2 separate regions of the Oryctolagus cuniculus genome follow, and region 1 is linked to region 2. Evidence: chromatin contacts called from public Micro-C data. All regions are on one chromosome and are shown on one strand. Each heading gives the region's core, a stretch centred on a gene start, on an enhancer-like site or on the middle of the called end of the contact. The rest is flanking DNA. Distances are from core to core; before and after follow the strand shown. Region 1 overlaps TTC7B (tetratricopeptide repeat domain 7B). Region 2 holds the start of CALM1 (calmodulin 1).

What was found. A called contact is a pair of places that touch in the nucleus more often than the background predicts.
Region 1: a Micro-C map of ear pinna shows a contact between it and region 2, with 2.6 times the contacts expected there. The contact joins the enhancer-like site here to the promoter of CALM1 in region 2. A contact is called at or near these places in 2 of 6 Hi-C or Micro-C datasets (ear pinna and an unstated tissue).

Annotation. Positions count from the first base shown.
Region 1 is chr20:36,120,542-36,125,881 of mOryCun1.1, forward strand. The region is part of intron 19 of TTC7B (tetratricopeptide repeat domain 7B); the gene reads right to left. Among named protein-coding and RNA genes, the nearest start is that of CALM1, 150 kb to the left of the region's middle. Within about 2 kb of position 3,595, at least 3 of the 8 cell types and tissues checked have an H3K27ac peak or open chromatin away from gene starts, as enhancers often do. A contact at or near this core is called in ear pinna, where this site is marked.
Region 2 is chr20:35,971,735-35,977,186 of mOryCun1.1, forward strand. It overlaps CALM1 (calmodulin 1), which reads left to right and starts at 2,119. Exons shown (of 6, transcript XM_051826152.2): 1 at 2,119-2,338; 2 at 4,620-4,650. The coding sequence starts at 2,336.

The DNA of each region.
Region 1 (5,340 bases), core at 2,345-4,844, 150 kb after region 2:
TAGTGGTTCGGTGCACATCCCGTGTGCCAGGAGCCAGGGACAACTGGGATGGGGAAAGAATCCGCAGACACATTGCTCCAGTGGCTGCCCAGGCTTCTGGGAGGCTCTGTGCTCCCCAGCCCTGGAGGAGTAACTCACCTCCCGTGCACGCACATGGGGGACAGATGCACACATGCGCGCACCCCAAGTACCATCTCAGTCCCCCACGTGCTTTCTGCCTGAGGCCCCCGCAGCAGATACCTGACCTCGCCACAGATTTTGAAGACACTGAGCCGCTCCTGGGCGGGGCATGCAGAAACCACTCTGCTGTAGCCCTCAGTCCCCAGACGGCACCTGCCAATAGCATGCATGCAGCTTCCAGTTCTTAGAAGCCGTGCCCTCTGGTTACACGAAGAAGGGAAAAGCAGCCGCTCGTCTCCTGAAGACGCTGAGCACTGAACAGCGGTCTCAATGACTCAGCATTCTGCCGGTGGGCCTGGCTCGAGACATTTCACTTTTACCAGGAAAAGAATTTCTGTGTCTCAACACAGGGCTTGGGAATGGAGTGGTGCAGCAGTGCAGGCAGCTGGCAGCCCAGCGCCCTCTGCACACCTGCTGCCTGCGCTGGAAGAACCAGGCTGACGGTGCTGCGCGGGGGCCCGGAGAGGGGCAACGGTCGTCTCTTCTTTGAAGGGAGAGGAAGGCATAGGAGAGTACTCTCATCTCAGTGCTCAGTTAGCCATATTTCCTCTGTGCTTAAAAAAAATTAAGAATTTTGGTGACCCTTCCCTAGGAATTGGGACCACTCCCATCTTTGCTGTAGGTGGTTCTCTTGCTGAAGAGGCTGGTTGTGTGTGTGTGTTCACACTGCACCAGCCCATGTCTCCCTTCTATATTTCCACTTCTGTGACAGCGCCCATGCCCCTCTCGGTGGCGTGTCTGATGGTGGCTTGGCCCCCGCTGCCTTCCACCCAGTCCCACTGATAGTGGTGTCTCCTGCTGTGGGTTCTTCTCACTCACAATTCTAAGTACACACTCCCCAGGGCAATGGACGAGATCCCACTCCCAAATGACTTGAACAGAATGCCCATCACAGCTGAAACCTCCCAGGACGGGTCATCTCCTGGATGGAGGGGAGAACTGTTCCCAGGGAAAGCTATAGGGAGGGATCCCATGGAGGCAGGAGGGACGGAGCCACGTCGTCCCCAGAAGCCATGCAGGGGCCAGCACGCATGCTGCCGGCAGGTGGTCACACACACGGAAGCGTGGGAGGAAGCCGTGCACAAGCGTGGGGGGAGACACCAGCTGTCGAAGCTGGAGATAGTACCTTCTGGAGGACTACACGGGGCAGATGCTCCGTCTCTACCTAAACCCTCCTCTCCCTACACGGTCACGAGGCTTTGAGTGCCGTGCCACGGGGATGATGGAATTCTAATTCCAGACACACACGCCACAACATCCATGAGAGGCTGAGTGCTACTGATGGTTGACTTGTCAATCTCCTATAATTCCATTCAATCTTATTTAAACAAAGGCACCACAGAACTAATTAAGGAGAACTATATTAATTTAAATTGGATTGAAATAGCAAGAAAAGGTTATGTTTAAAAAGGTTATATATATTAGGGCTGAAATTTAAAAACTGCCAGCCCTCAAACATGGTGAGTAATGTTTTCACATGTACATGGATTTTTTTTTTTAAACCACTTGATTCTACTTAGCAGGAGCAGGGGGTGAAATATGCTACCTGACTAGTCACTTCCTGGACATTAGAAAATACAGTCAGTAATAAAGTGCTAACCACATGGAAAGAAAAACACCCCTGTCTTGAACTGGCCTCTAAATCTGCGCTCACTTGAGAGGTGTGTCTTTCACTGATCTGTTCATTCTCTTCTCCTGGTGATTGATTGCCGAAGGGAGCAGCACTTTTACCAGAATCAGCGATGGGAAAAACTGAGCCAAAAACCTAGTTGCAATCTTGGTTTTAGCGTGTGCTTGCAGAGGAGAATAAAACATCAACACACATTTCTCTCTAAAATGACAACTGTGGGAGCACTCCAGAATGGGGCTACTGGGGCTGGCACTGTGGTGCAGGAGGTGAAATTGCCGCCTGCGATGCTGACATCCCATATCGGAGCAGCTGTTCAAGTTCTGGCTGCTCCACTTCTGATCCAGCTCCCTGCTATGGTCTGGGAAAGCAGCAGAAGATGGCCCAAGTCCTTGGGCCCCTGCCACCCACGTTGGGGACCCGGATGGAGTTCCAGGCTCCTGTCTTTGGCCTGGCTCGGCCCTGACTGTTTTAGCCATGCTGGGGATGAACCCACAGATGGAAGATGTCTTTCTGTCTCTCCCTGTCTCTCTGTCGCTTTGCCTTTCAAATAAGTGACTGGTTCAAGGCCTGCTCACCAACGTCCCTGCTTTCCATCCTGGCTGCCACTCAGGGAGAAGGCACCTGATGGCGCCGAAGGTCAGGCTCAGTTCCTGCAGGTGTGTGTTCACGGAACTGTAGTCAAACCTGCAATTTGACAGACACGGGAACTAAAGTCCCAGGAGTTTAAAGGAGGTGCCTGGGCCCCTCCAGGACTGGCCCTGGGCTCCGGGTCCTGGCCTTTCAGAGTGATGCAGCTGTTTCTTCGGAAAGTACTGAAGTCCCTCACATAAACCTATCAGGTCTCCCTTTAACCAGCAAGGGCTGCTTGAAGATTTCCAAGGAGCCCATCTTTCCAAAAAGCAAGTGTTTTTGATGACAGTGAAAGGAACTTGGCAGTGAAATCTTTCTTTATGAAGAATCTGAGTGAGACGCTAATACTGAACAGATCTCTTCCATTAAGGGATGTTTTTGAGCCAGAAATAAAGGCACATCTAGTCTGAGCAGGGGAACCAGCTCTTGAGACCACAAGCAGAAGGTTCAGATGGTTCAAGTGTGCACTGGATTCCCATGTACATTATCAGCATTTCCCAAAACGCAGTCATGGTGGAGTGGGGAGAGGAGCAATGGAATTAGCTTGGAAACATTAGGTCAAACAGAGTCTTGGATTCTTTCCATCTCAGGGCTTCTTGGTGCCCCTAATGTGTTATGAGCACTGTGAACCTCTAGGCGGGAGACGACTACTGCCCCAAAATATCAGACAAGAAGAATCGGCGGTCCAAGAGCTAGTCTTTGGGAAATGTGACAATTTACCAATGGCTTCAAACCACCATGCAAAGCACGGCTCCTACCTGCAAGGGAATGTGCAGTCTCCTTGAAATCTTGGCAGATGCAGTTTTAAGTTTTATGAGGCCTACTTAGCTTGTTCCAGGAAAACTGATGGCTACGACTGCTCTTGTGTGCATTGGTCATGGCTGCCCTGGATAGGGATGGCAAGAGGCAGTGGGTTCCCTCTGCCTAGAGTTTCCGAGGGTGGCAGCCCTCCCCTCAGTTCCCCTCTTTGGGTGGGCGGTACACTGCCTTTGCTGTAGTCCTCCCTGGACCAGTACTGCCTCCCTCCTCGGCAATGGAACCCCAGCTGTGGCAGAATGCATTGGAATCTCAGGAAAGCCGGGCCCCAGGAGGCGGAGCGGGCGGGAGTGGGCAGGCAGGCGGCAGCGGGACGTCCACACCATCTCAGCATCCCCAACACTCAACAACCACAGTGCACATTCCACGGTGGAGGGCAGTGTGCTTCTGGGGAGCTCGGAAGGGTGAACGAGTCGGCAAGCTACTTACTAACTGAAAAGAGGGAGGGAAAACCATGAAAGTATGCTTCTGGTGAGCTGCCTTGGAACAACAAATCAAACCAAAAATTAAAACCGAGAAACAAAACATTTGGGAAATCAAAGTCAAGGCTAAGGAAAGCAAACAGAGTTCTAATAACCTTCCAACTGTTAAGTCTGGCTGTCAGGACTCAGGCTTCACTTCAAGAATGACCGACATTTTCCCACTAACAATGGTTTTCTTTCTTTTTTTTTTTTTCCTAAACCAAAGGAAGGCCGACTGGGCATTCCCCTCCACACGCCAGCATTCACCCAGCACACAGGAGCCAGCCAATCTGTGTAACGTGTTTTGTTCCCAGAGCAGGAAATTCCAAAGGGAAGGGAAAAAATAATCCAGCCGGCAGGTTTCAGATCCTTCCACACGTTAACCCTCATCAGGATCCCAGCAGTTGGGAGGGCCGGGGCAGCAGGCCTTGGAGATCTGCTTGTCTTGGTGGAAGGTCTGGGGTTCAAATTCGCTGCAATTTAAACCAGGAAATTCTGTGTTTGTCAGATGTCTGCTCCCTCTCCAACTACTGTGCAATCTATAGCAAAAGAGAAGGGATTCTTGGGTGCTCGGGCTTCTTGAAGATACCTGGTTACTGGTTAGGCACTCACCGAGGGGAGGCAGGTGAATCACAGCTTCCTAAATTAAGCAGTCAGCTCTGCTTGGGATGCACGGGCTGCATCCGGCAGATGGCCCACGGGCGCTCCTGGCCACACCCACTTACTAAAGCAACCAATCCCCAGTGCCTCACTGGGAGAGCCGGGACTCCCATCTTCAGAGGTTTGAAGGAACACAGGGCCCGCCAGGAAGCAACAGAAAAGACCCAGTGCCACGCCACAACTGTAAGAGGCCGTTGGAATACAATGAGCGCAGCAGAAGTCAATGGAAAAATCAATTGTTCTGTAAAAAACAAAGCTGCCAATAGCCCCTGGGCACTGCATTAAGGGAACAGGCCTATTTTTAAGAAGCAAACTAAAAAGGACACTGTGTGAAGCTGGGGGTTGCCTTCAAAGCAGCGTTTGGATCCTGTAACAAGCGGAGAGGCGGGGTTGGTATGTTTCTTGGTATGGTTTGTTTGAGTGACAGCCCCACTTCCGCCCACTTTGTGGGTGTGTTCAGGGCAGCGGCTGCCACCTGAGGATGAGCACCTGGGAGGAAGGAGCTCCCTGTAGCTCCCTTCCCCCTAGGAGCTTCTGTGTGGCACGTAACTGAGCATTGGAACAAGACGAGCCCTTACAAATCACAGAGGGCAGATTTTCCGGCAGTGCTGGCAGCAAATTGAACATTAAATAAATGAGGGAAAGGGAATCAGGATGGACTTGCCCGGTGAGGCTCATTTAGGTCCCATTTAAGGACTTACCAACCAGGCTTGCATTTTAATACAGGGATCTTTTTTTTTTTTTAATTGACAGGTCCTAGAGCTCGCTAAAGCAGACTTTCAAAATTTCCGTATTATTTAAAAGCAAGATTAGACTAAAATGCTGTCCAATTTCCCCACACTGTTTCATAACACAAGCTCTACAACTCCCTTCCTTGCAAATGGAAAACAGTGCAAGCACTCTGTCACAGAACGCGACCCAAGACCCAGGGGCGCTGGGATCACGGGGGTCAGGGTGCAAATC
Region 2 (5,452 bases), core at 869-3,368:
ACTTGGGTGAAATAATGTTAAGTGACAGACAAATAATTTATTTTTTAGAGAATGCCTGACTTTCAAAATTATAGAATGTATGGGGCAGGCATTTAGCACGGTGGTTAAGACACCACATGGGACCCCTACATCCCATAGCAGAGCGTATGCGTCCGAGACCTGCTCTACTTCCAATGCCAGCTTCCAGCTAACGCACACGCTGGGAGGCAACAGTGATGGCTCAAGTAGTTGGGTCCATGCTACCCATGAAGGCGACCTGGATTGAGCTCCTGGCTTCCGGCTTCAGCCTGGCCAGGCTCTTGCTATTGCAGGCATTTGGGAGTGAACCAGCAGAAGGAAGATCTTAATCTTTCAAAAAAAATTTTTTTAACAAAATCATAAATTGCAGTAACTTAACCAAAATAATTATAAGGAATGGAAGACTACTAGAAACTAGCCCATCCTTAAAAATTAAACTCGTTTGATTTTCTGAATTTAGAAATGCATATCACGTTTTAAAAATGTATTTAACAACTACATGAAAAATCCAATAGATGGAATACAAATTCCCTTGTAAACAAAGTAGTTTAATGATTCTGGCCATCTAGACTCACAGCTCACTGGATTATGGGGTAGTCCTCGCCTTCCTATTTTCTCGCCATCTATTTCCTCGCTTCCAGTTCTCTCATCAATACGTGCTGTTGATTCGCACTAGGGTTTTCTCTGGTGAGCACAGGGGTATCACCGGGGGTGGCGGCGGGGTAGGACCTTTGACACCTGCCGAGGTGTCCCAGGCTCGCGGCCTGCAGCGCCACAGATGCTGAGCGGCCTGAGCCCAGCCCAGGAGCCGGACACGGCCCGTCCTCTAACAACTTCTTTCTGCGGAGTTTGTCAGGGCCAGAGGCAAACACGGCGAAGCGAAGCCCTCTGCCACGCTCTCTGGAAGGGAACCGATAACCCGCTGCGGTTGCCCGGGCCCTGTAAACAAAGATCAAATTCTGTGGTCTGCCTTGGCAGGAGAACCGGCAGCATGTCGCCCAGGTTTCCAGGAGCCCTGGGCTTCGACTTCACGACTGGAGTGCCCTTCGTCTGGTTTCCAGAAAAATGGCCCCAGCAAACTGATTTTAACGAAGATGATTCTTTTAAAAGCAGTAGCATCGAGACTGCAGGTTAATACTCAAGTCTAGTTCCACAAATCGGCCTGCGGTCCGGCTGTAATCTAGGGGCGTCCTAAGTATTCTTTTTTCGGTCTATGGATTTATGAATAAAAAGATTCGGATCCCTCTCCCACCAGGAAAAGTGTGAAGAATTTAAAGCATGAGTGGTAAGGCCTCACAGTAGCCGCACAGGTACATTCACTTTAGTAAGACCGGAGCCTGGACGAGTGGTATTTTCCAGAGGAAAATGAGGACCAGACGGTAGGGGAGAGATACCCCCGACATCCTCTAAAAATCCGGTGGAAACGTTAAAAAAAAAAAACCCACAATTTGCTAAGCATATGCGCACGACGCAGATTTACCAATCGAGCGTAAATGACCATCTTCCTCAGCTATTTCTCAAAAACCTGAAAAGCGAAACGCCGACCAATTTCTCCCACGAGGACCGGCGCCAATGCCCCCCGACAGACCCCTCTCCGCTCGGCAGCTGAGGGTGTGCGGACCCTTCCTCTGCCCCCACCCCCCGCAGCCGCCCGCACCGCAGCCAGCCCCCGGACCTCCCCGAACTGGAAGCGGACCCTGAGGAGCCCAGACAGAGGGGCGACCCTCGGGGACGCTGGCCATGCTGAGGTGGGAGGGGTCGCACAGGAAGGGTGGGGCAGGGGCCGCGGGGCGCACGGCTTCCGACTCCCGGAGCCGCCACCTCCTCCAGGTCCGGCCGTGTGAGGGGCTCGGGGTGGTCCTGCCGCGGAGGCGAGTCCCCTCAGGACCCCGCGCCCCCGCCCCCCGCCGCCTTCCCGGGCCCGGGCGCGGGCTGGGCCCGCCGCGGAGCGCGCGCAGGGGGCGGCGGGAGGCCGGGCGGGCCTGGGGGCGGGGCCGGCGCGCGAGGCCCGGCCGCCGCAGCGCCGCCGTGCGCCAGGCGGGCCCCGCCGCGGCGGAGGGATACGGCGTGCCTTATATATATACGGCGGGGCGCCGGCTCGCGCTCCGGCAGTGGCGCTGGGAGGCTCGTGGACGCGGCGCCGTTACTCGCAGTCGGGCGGCGGCGCAGGCGGCGGCGGCGGCACAGCGCGGAGCGCACTCGGCTCCTCAGCGGCGGCGGCGGCGGCAGCAGCAGCGGGAGGCCCCCTCGCCGTCACAGCCCCTGCGCGGGTGCAGCCAGCCTCGCTCCCTCCGATCGCGCTCCCTTCGCCCGCGCCATGGTAAGGTCGGCGGTGGCACCCGGCCGGCGTAGCGGCTGCCCGAGGTCTCCCCGCATGTTCAGTTTTGGTCTTTTGCCCCCTTGGTTGGGTCCCTCCCCCCACACCTCCTTTCCGGGCGTTACGCAGCAGCTGCGGTGAGGAGACGATGCGTTTCGCGTTTGCGTCTTGGCGTCCTCCGCCGGGGGTCCTCATTAAACGGGTCCCCACCCCCCCCCTTGAACTTGGCGGGGAGCTGCGTGCGGGCCGTGGCTGCGGGCACCGCTGCCTCGGGGCCTTCCGCATCCCCCCCGCAGCCCCGCACCCACTGCACCCAGCGCGCCGCACCCGGGCTGCCTGCAGCACTGCGCCCGGGCCCCGGGGGCGGGGGAGCCGGGCGGGGCCGGACGCCGGACGCCCCCCGGTGCTGCCCCTCCCGCCCCGCCCCGGGCGCGAGGGCGGCGGCGGAGAATGAATGGGCCGGGGCGCGCGGGGCGGGGGGCGTCCTCCTCCGGCGGCGGTGCCCTGCGTCCTGCCGGGGGGCGTCCTCCCCTGGCGGTGCCCTGCGTCCTGCCGGGGCGCGCGGCGCGGGCGTGGGCTGGGAAGGAAGGAGCCGGGGAAGGGTGGGGTGGGGGCAGGAAGGCGCGGGGCGAGGGGCGGAAGCCGCAGGCCGGCCCCTTGCGCCCGGGCGGGGCCTGCGGGGCAGCTGGCGCTCGTGCGGCCCCCTGCGCGGGGCAGCCGCGGCCCGGGCGTGCGGGGCCCCTTCCCGCGGGAGGCGCGGGGCGCGCGCGCTAATTGGGGCGGGCGGGGGAGGCGGGAGCTGGCGCGCGGCTCGGTTTCCAGGAGAGACGCAAAGTTTCTGCTGCGGGAGGCGGCGGGGGCGGGCGGGCCGGGGAGCAGACGCGGGTGGGAGGTGCGGGGCGGGGAGCGGGGTCTGCACGTCTGCGCGGCCCCTGCACGGCCACAGGCGGCCGTGCGCCCCGCGGGGCGTGTGTTGCAGGGCGCCCTGGGTCCCTGGGCGGGCAGCGTTGTCCGGCGTGGCAGGCCGGGTTCCGGACGCGTCCACCCCGAGGCCGGCGAGGTGACAGGGTGCTGCGAGCTAGGCGGTGCCCTGACGTTACATAAACCAGCGCGCCGTCTACATGCGATCTGAAAGGAGATTCAGGCTTGAGAGATCGGGGAAAGAGGAAGACCTGCTTGCAATTCGCAAAAAAATAAAATAAACCAGCCGCCCCCCGCACGCCGCCCCACCCCCGAGCGGGTATCCGGGAGCCGGGAAAGTTTGCGTTTGCGAGGATAAACCCAACGCCTCAGCCGTGTTCAGGGCTGACTTGGTAACTGGCTTCGCGAGGCATCCTGTATTAAAATATGTATGTCCATGCAGACGCGCTGGCTGTGCTCTGCCGCGGACCCGCAGGCCCGGGTTCTGTTGGAGCAGAGATTCGCGGCCCCGCGCGTGGCGGGTGCGCTCGGGAGCGGCTCTCCTGCCTTCTTCGGGCGGGGATGCCGGCCGTGCGCACTGCGGCCGGGCGCTCGAGCGCTTCCCCGTGCACCTGATTCGCACGGTGCCGCTGAGGTGGTTCCAGTCTTTTTCTGGCTTCTGAGTCGCGGGGTAATTTGTGCAAGGGCATTAGCCGTTGCGAGCAGTAGGCTTTTAACAAATAGCTGCGTGTTTAAACGATTGGAAAGCATGCATTACGTGGACATGAAGTCGGTGGGGTAGCCCATTTCTGCGTTGTTGGTTTTTTCCCCCCATTTAATTATTTCTCATAAAATGGGGTAGAAAAGCCTTTTAATCCAACCCAATGCCATTACGTAACAACCTTCCAGTTTGGAGGTTTCCGAAGGCCCGGAGCACTGCGCAGGGTACTCCAGCAGCTGGACAGGGTCCCGCGCCAGCCGGCAGCAGTGGCCGCAGTGGCCGTGCGCTGGGCTGGGCTGGGCTGGGCTGGGTCCCCCTTGGATGGCAGCTGGTGGCGCGGTAGGTGGCGCTCGTCCTTCTCGGGGCCCGCTGTGCACTGCCGCCGGCCGCCGCTAGAGGCGCCCTTTTCACGTTGTGCGCTGATCCTCGTCCCCAGGGAAGCCCGGAGTGTGCGCTAGGCGTTGGACCCAGTGGAGAGCAGATGTTGTCACTTTCCATCCTTGTTGTCGAAGCGGCACAGAGCGCTTCCTTTAATGGCTGTCATTGCTGAGAGCATTGATGGTCTCAAACCAGGGATTTCAACACAATATTAAAACTCCTGGGAAGGTGGTACCGATTGCTTCTGGCTGTCATGGATTTAATGATAACCTTTTCTTTCTCTAGGCTGATCAACTGACCGAAGAACAGATTGCTGGTGAGTTGGCGTCTCTGGGGAGTCCCCAGGAAAGCCAGAACAGGGCACCGGCTCAGTTCTGGGGAGTCCTGTCCCCTCCCATCGACATCTGAGCCGTTTTTTAAGAATTGATTTAAATGGAAACGGCAGGAACATTTCGGTCAGCATTACTCTTTGATAGTAGAGTGGAGCTAAAGTGAGGGAAATGGAATGGGGATGTTCCTGCCTACCCCACTCGGGAGTCGTCGCGTGTGTCACGACACGCAGAGCTTTTCCTGTAATGAGATCGCCCTGAGCCTGCAGCTCTCAGACGTGCACAGCTCTGAGGCCACTCGACAGCTTTTGGGGCTTGCTGTCCCGAGACAAGAGGGAGCATCCCTGGAATTACTGGAGGGGAGTTGCATCCGTTCAGGTTTTAGCTCTTTAATCTTCCCGGAGGACTTGTCGTGAGGTGGGGGTGCTTCTGGGATGCAGTGGAGGTGGTGTGGAGAGCGCAAGCTGGCTGTGTGGGAAACGCACCACGTTTCCAGGAACCTTGTCGTGGTGCTGTGAAACCAGGGTTCTTGGGGCTACAGAAATTTAACAGGAAACATGCCAGCGGGTCTTCTCGTGGCGGATTGGAAGCCCATTCAAGCTTAGTGTTGAAAAACCTGAGGGTCTTGTAGCTTCATGGACATGGTTTCCAGGAGCAGCCGTTGCCTTACTTGGCGTGGCTGACAGGACCCTGTGGTGTCTGCTTCAGTATGTGGTTGCTGGTCACTTGCATAACCTGCTTGGTCTCCTCTGGGAAGCCCCCGGGGGCGTGTGCGTGGTGGCTGGCTGG